Linked DNA regions of Pan troglodytes: region 2 is linked to region 1. A link is a contact called in public Hi-C data. All regions are on one chromosome and are shown on one strand. The core of a region is the stretch at or near the end of the contact, and the rest is flanking DNA. Distances in the headings are between cores, read along the strand shown.

Region 1 (3,449 bases), core at 544-3,043:
AGAAGCTACTTCTTTAATTCTTATGACATAGAGTCGGATTAGACACAAAATAAATGTTATGAAAATGCTACTACTATTCTTTGAAGGCTGTTTATAGTTTGTAGATGCTGAGAATATGGTGAAATGGTAAACTATGCATAGCCTTAACTTACGGAGTGCTAGAGTTTTGGGCTGAGGAGCTGGTCACCATTGGGCATCTGACAACTGATTGTTTGGGCTTCTGGGACTGTTTCCGGAGGGGCCTGGATCTCAGCACACTGTGTCAGGCAGGAGAGGAAAAAAACGTTATCTGCTTGCTCCTAAGCTCATTGGTCGAAGATTTGCCCCACAGGCTTCAATTTCTCTGCACTTACTTTTTTCTCTGACTTACTGTGGGTTTCTCAAGCATAGAGGCCAGGGGTCCTGTGAGGTGGGTGCCATTTGGGATGCCACATGGAGCTGGCAGTGTCCACAGACAGCTGGTTTCTGCAGTGGCAGCAGGGTGGAGCAAGCGTCCAAGGGTGTCCAAAGATTTGGAGTGGTGTTTAAGTGGTACTTAAGAGGTGTTTACACGAGCAACAAGGTAAGTAGAGATAACTGGGCCTTCAATACAGAGGTTGATGGAAACACATCTGCAAGTGTATCTGATTCAAATCATCACACAGTAACCCCTCCAGGGGAATGTCAAATTCTGTACTGTTTTTAATGCTCAGCTGACACATTGCTCTAGTCCAGTGGTTCTAGCACTTTTTGAGCTTAGGATCCCTTTATACTCTTAAAAATTATTGAGAACTTCAGACAAATTCATGTATATGAAGTGAGGGGACAGAAAGGAGGTATATCTATATCCATATCTATCTATCAATATTTATCACATTAAAAATTAAAATGGAAAAAATTAAAGAATATTTATAAATGGAAAAGTGGCCATTATAAACCAATTACATGTTAACACAAATAATGTGTTTTATGCAAAATAACTATATTTCCCAAAATAAAAGTTAGTGGCATCAGTGGCATTGGTTTACATTTTGCAAACCTCTTGAATAGCGGGTTTAATATCAGATAGTGGAATTCTCTTTTTTTTTTTTTTTTTGAGACATTGTCTCACTCTGTTGCCCAGACTGGAGTGCAGTGGTGCAATCTCAGCTCACTGTGACCTCTGCCTCCCGGGTTCATGCGATTCTCGCGCCTCAGGCTTCCGAGTAGCTGGGATTTATAGGCATGCGCCACCATGCCCAGCTATTTTTTTGTATTTTTCGTCGAGACGGGGTTTCACCATTGTTGGCCAGGCTGCTCTTGAACTCCTGACCTCGAGTGATCTGCCCACCTCGGCCTCCCAAAAGGCTGAGATTACAGGCGTGAGCCATCGCATCCGGTCGCAGATGGTGGAGTTTTTATTTCTGCTTCCACATTTGACCTGTTACCATATGTTTTGTTTGAAGTAGATGGGGAAGTCCAGCACCCCCCAGGTATACAATTGAAAAGGGGGACTTCGTGTGCCCCTGAAGTCCACAGACCACACTTTGAGAACTGCTGCTCAAGTCTAAGTTGCGAATTTCTCAATTATATGAACAAGACTCTAGCGGAAACCAGTACTGTGTGCGCTCAACAGACTAAATTGTTTGGAAAAGCGTTTCCTAGGAGTTGCTATAAACCAAATGACTCATTTAAACGTTTTTATTACTTTGACAAATACTTCGGCTCTGCAGCCTGTTCCTTTTTTAAACCAACTTGCCTCATTACACAGCTGTGGTCTGCACAGCTTTGGCCACCAGGTGGCTCCCACCCCCAGCCTTTTCTAGAAGGATCCATTCAGGACGCTTCATTCCTTGATGGCGCCCTAGCTGCTCAGGGCACTCAGGGAAACTTTACTTTGTTCAACATAAGAAAAGAGTCAGTTGTGGGAGGCCGACGCAGGCGGATCAACTGAGGTCAGGAGTTCGAGACCAGCCTGGCCAACCTGGCAAAACTCCGTCTCTACTAAAAATACAAAAATTAGCCGGGCATAATGGCGGGCACGTGTAATCCCAGCTACTTGGGAGGCTGAGGCAGGAGAGCTGCTTGAACCTCAAAGGCAGGGGTAGCAGTGAGCCGAGATCATGCCACTGCACTCCAGCCTGGGCGACAGAGGAAGACTCCATCTCAACAACAACAACAACAAAAAAAAAAAAAAAGAGGAGAAAAGAGTCAGTTGGGTAAGGGGAGGATTATTTCAAGGAAAAGGGAAGTTAAGAAAGAATAGAACTGGCAGTGCGTGATGGCTCACGCCTGTAATCCCAGCACTTTGGGAGGCCGAGGCGGGTCTAACACGAGGTCAGGAGTTCGAGACCAGCACAGCCAAGATGGTGAAACCCCCGTCTCCACTAAAAATACAAAAATTAGCCGGGCATGGCAGCAGGTACCTGTAATCCCAGCTGCTCAGGAGGCTGAGGCAGAGAATTGCTTGAACTCGGGAGGCGGAGGTTGCAGTGAGTCGAGATTGCTCCACCGCACTCCAGCCTGGGCGAAAGAGTGAGACTCCGTCTCAAAAAAAAAAAAGAAGTATATTTAACATAGGAGGTTGGTAAAAAAAATCTAAAAGAGTTGATCTGAATACTGGAAGAAGTACTATATGGCACCTTCACTCTCTTACCAGCTAATGTAGCTTTTTCCTTCTCATTGTTTTTAACTGATATGCTTAAATTGGGTATTATTGTCTCTACTAAAATGGTTCCCTCTCAAAGCAAGGTGTTATACTAGAAACCACGTGGGATAAACAAAGAGGTGGTGGGGAATGCGCCCCTCCACCCTGAGAGACAGGAGGTGTGGGTGTTTTCACTCTAGCACATATTCACTGTGACACTGTGGGGCTACTTCTGTTTCCTAACCTGAGTGATCCACCCCACTTACAAGAGAGAGCTGATAATCCTTAACTGCCCAGAGGTTTGTTTCCAAATCAGATTGTCTCTGGAGTTCCTTGCGAGACTCGAAATACATGATTCTGTGATTCTATTTCAGTCTGGTTGAGTTCTTTAGCTGCAAGCAACAGATAACCAACTTTGGTTAATCTTGCCCAGTTTCCTTAATAAGACTCATACGGCCCTTCGCTACCTGGGCCCTGCCTGTGCCTCCAGCCTCAAATCTTCTTCAGGCACTGTGAAGCTCCAGACATATGGCGACATCCCCCACACCATGTGTGCCCCTTCTCTGGCCTCTGCTGCCTAATAGTAGGTTTCAGGTAGGCATCACTTCCACTGGGCGCCTTCCATGACCTCCCCAGTCTGGATCGCGTCCTCTCCTGGGTGCTCCAGCAGCAGCTTCCTCCACTTCTCCATCATACCTTTGAGACTATTGTATTATAATTTTCTAAATGCTTTCCCCTCCTGTGAGTCCTGGGCAGAAGGAAGCATGTCCACCTTCTTCACGGGTATCCCCAATACACAGTACAGTGTCTGGCACACAGCAGGTACACAAAATATATTTAATGA
Region 2 (3,449 bases), core at 341-2,840, 230 kb after region 1:
AGAACGTTAAATAACTTGATTCTAAGAGAAACTGTTTAGGTTTACATGGTATTTTACTGACAAGCACACATATTGTATGTGACGAAAGCATATCACGTATAAATTAGTATATGTATTATGAGCTCAATCTGTTAATTTAGGTTCTTATTCTTAAGTGCTGCTGTCTCTGTTTATAACGTAACAGTGCTACTTTCATTATCTCAAGAGAGCCTTGGGGTTGTACATGGGTCTAAAACGGACACGCGACAAGGGTTCCTAGGAATAAACCATAAACAGGCCCGGGAGCTACGCTAACGCCAAACGCCGAGCATTGAGACGCGCAGCACCCGCCCTGCGCCTCGGTGGCAGCCGTCCACGCCGTCAGTGCCTGGCGGTTCCCGTGGGACATACCGTCCACTCGCCACGCCCCTCCGCCCGCGGCGCACCCCACGCACCGTGCCCTGGCCGCCCGCCTCACGCACCGCTTTCCTCTCCGTCCAGCGCTCGCTGCAGCCGGGCCGTCTCGCAGTCCAGCGTGCTGGCCAGAGACCGCAGCTTCCCGCAGAAGCTCCGGATAGGGTCCATGCTGAGCACAGCGGGGAAGGACTCCAGGCGTACGCAGACCCCACCGCTCAGCTCACAGCCTCCCGCCACTAGTTTGAATCTGGGCGCCGGACGCGTCCTCGGCTCTGCGCAGGCGCAGTCCTCTCTCGCGAGAGCCGAAGTCTCTCGCCGAGGCCCCAGGAGACCCCGCGAGACGGGTGCGCTTACGCCACAGCGTCTGCCGGCGGCCGCGGAGACGCAGAGTCTTGAGCAGCGCGGCTGGTGAGTAGCTCTGCGAATTCGGTTCTCTAGGAAGCGCCTTCTTCGCCTGCTGGCCTTACCTGGGCTCCCCGCTTCTCTGGAGGGGAGGCGGTGGGGAACTCCCGTAGGCGTGAGCTGGAGCGCGCGCCCGCTGCTCTCTCCAGGTCCGGCCGCGCCAGTTCGCCTCCTCAAAGCGCGTCCCTCTCTTCCGCAGGCACCATGTTCCTGACTGCGCTCCTCTACCGCGGCCGCATTCCCGGCCGTCAGTGGATCGGGAAGCACCGGCGGCCGCGGTTCGTGTCGTTGCGCGCCAAGCAGAACATGATCCGCCGCCTGGAGATCGAGGCGGAGAACCATTACTGGCTGAGCATGCCCTACATGACCCGGGAGCAGGAGCGCGGCCACGCGGCGGTGCGCAGGAGGGAGGCCTTCGAGGCCATAAAGGCGGCCGCCACTTCCAAGTTCCCCCCGCATAGATTCATTGCGGACCAGCTCGACCATCTCAATGTCACCAAGAAATGGTCCTAATCCTGAGTCGTCACCCTTGGATTTTATGGATCACGGAGCTGCCCATCTTTACCTGGTCCTGGAACTGAAAAACAGTAGCTTCTGTGAAAATGAGCCTTTGGACCAGTCTTTATTAAAACAAACAAACATGAGTAGTCTGCATATAGAATATCTAGGGCTCTAAACCACCCAATACTTAAAAGTCTAATTGCTGTCCTGTGGTTTCATTAGTCTGATAGGAAGATAGGGATTTCCTCAGTCACAGATGATATTTTGAAGGAAAGCTGCAATAAAGCCACAATGATTTGAGGTCTTTGCTTAAGTATGAGATACTTGATGGGGGCTTTATCATGCAACATTAGTTTGCTTACCTTAAGAATTGCCCAAAAATGAAAGAAAATATGAGCTTTTCAGTTAAACATACTCCTAAAAACATTTTCCGGGATTTTACTACTAAAATTGGACATTTAAGCGAAGTAAAAGAGGCCGGGTGCGGTGGCTCACGCCTGTAATCCCAACACTTTGGGAGGCCAAGGCGGGCGGATCACTTGAGGTCAGGAGTTCAAGACCAGCCTGGCCAAGGTGATAAAACCCGTCTCTACTAATACAAAAAAAATTAGCTGGGTATGTTGGTGCAGGCTTGCAATCCCAGCTACTTGGGACGCTGAGGTGGGAGGATCGCCTGAACCTCAGAGGCAGAGGTTGCAATGAAGCGGAGGTTGCAGTGAGCCGAGAGCATGCCGCTGCACTCCAGCCTGGGAGACTGCATCTCAAAAAAGAAAAATAAACGAAGTAAAAGATATTTATCAGAACTGTTAAGGAAGGTGTATTTTTTAGCTATTTTGGCAGGGTGCTGTGGTGCTTGCATGTAGTCCCAGCTATTCAGGAATATTGCTTGAGTCCAGCTTGGGCAACATAGCGAGACCCTATCTAAAATAACAATAATATATGGCCAGGCGGGATGGCTCACGCCTGTAATCCCAGCACTTTGGGAGGCTGAGGCGGGCAGATCACTTGAGGCCAGGAGTTCAAGACCAGCCCAACCAACATGGTGAAACCCTGTCTCCACTGAAAATACATAAAATTAGCCGGGTGCAGTGGTGAGGCCTGTAATCCCAGCTACTCAGGAGGCTGAGGCAGGAGAATGGCTTGCACCCAGGAGGTGGAGGCTGCAGTAAGTCGAGATTGTGTCACTGCACTCCAGCCTGGGCGACAGAAAAAGAAAATTTAGGTGGGGAAAAAAAATCAGAATTGCGTCTGTGGGAACAGGAATAAAGGAGAAACCAGGATTGACTGGGAAGACACACAAAGAACTTTGTCAAAGTTGTATGGCTGAGGCCCACACGGTGGCTCACTTCTGTAATCCCATCACTTTGGGAGGCTTAGGCAGAAGGATCACCTGAGATCAGGAGTTCCAGACCAGCCTGGCCAACATGGCGAAACTCCATCTCTACTAAAAATACAAAAATTAGCCGGGCGTGGTGGCTTACGCCTGTAATCCCAGCACTTTGGGAGGCCAAGGTGGGCGGATCACAAGGTCAGGAGTTCGAGACCAGCCTGGCCAATATGGTGAAACCCCATCTCTACTAAAAATATAAAAATTAGCAAAAAAAATTTAGCCAGGCTTGGTCATGCATGCCTGTAATCCTAGCCACTGGGAAGGCTGAGGAAGGAGAATTGCTTGAACCCAGGTGGTGGAGGTTGCAGTGAGCTGAGATCGTGCCACTGCTCTCCAGCCTGCATGGTGGGAGTGAGACACCATCTCAAAAAATACATATAATAATATAAATAAAAATATCTTTTTTGAAAATAATTTAATATACCATGTAATTTACCAGTTGAAGATGTTTGCTTTCAGAATATAATAAAAATAGTCAAAAACTTTGTGTTTCTAAATACATACTGTATATAGCAGTGTAATACAGTACCCTATACAATATGCATTTGGTGACACAGTATACAGCACTCTATACGGTTGGAACTATTTTATATTTGAGGAAACATTTAAGGAACTGTCCACAGTTACAGCCAGTGATGAGATGGACTTGAGATTGAATTGCTGTATAATACAGAAATCTTGGGTGAGTACGGTCAACAATAATTTATTGAACATTTAAAAATAGCTGAGGCCGGGTGTGGTGGCTCACGCCTGTAATCCC

Evidence for each region. A called contact is a pair of places that touch in the nucleus more often than the background predicts.
Region 2: a contact with region 1 is called in a Hi-C map of stem cell-derived neural progenitor cells, with 3 times the contacts expected there. The contact joins the promoter of SKA3 here to the enhancer-like site in region 1. A contact is called at or near these places in 1 of 7 Hi-C or Micro-C datasets (stem cell-derived neural progenitor cells) and 1 of 1 datasets of contacts at active chromatin or transcription factors (stem cell-derived excitatory neurons).

The regions. Positions count from the first base shown.
Region 1 is chr14:20,151,873-20,155,321 of NHGRI_mPanTro3-v2.0_pri, forward strand. LOC134808207 (a long non-coding RNA gene) reads right to left here. Exons shown (of 6, transcript XR_010150754.1): 3 at 354-623; 4 at 153-257. Among named protein-coding and RNA genes, the nearest start is that of XPO4, 40 kb to the left of the region's middle. Within about 2 kb of position 1,794, at least 2 of the 24 cell types and tissues checked have an H3K27ac peak or open chromatin away from gene starts, as enhancers often do. A contact at or near this core is called in stem cell-derived neural progenitor cells, where this site is marked.
Region 2 is chr14:20,385,927-20,389,375 of NHGRI_mPanTro3-v2.0_pri, forward strand. It overlaps SKA3 (spindle and kinetochore associated complex subunit 3), which reads right to left and starts at 1,591. Exons shown (of 9, transcript XM_009426703.4): 1 at 462-1,591. The coding sequence starts at 1,284.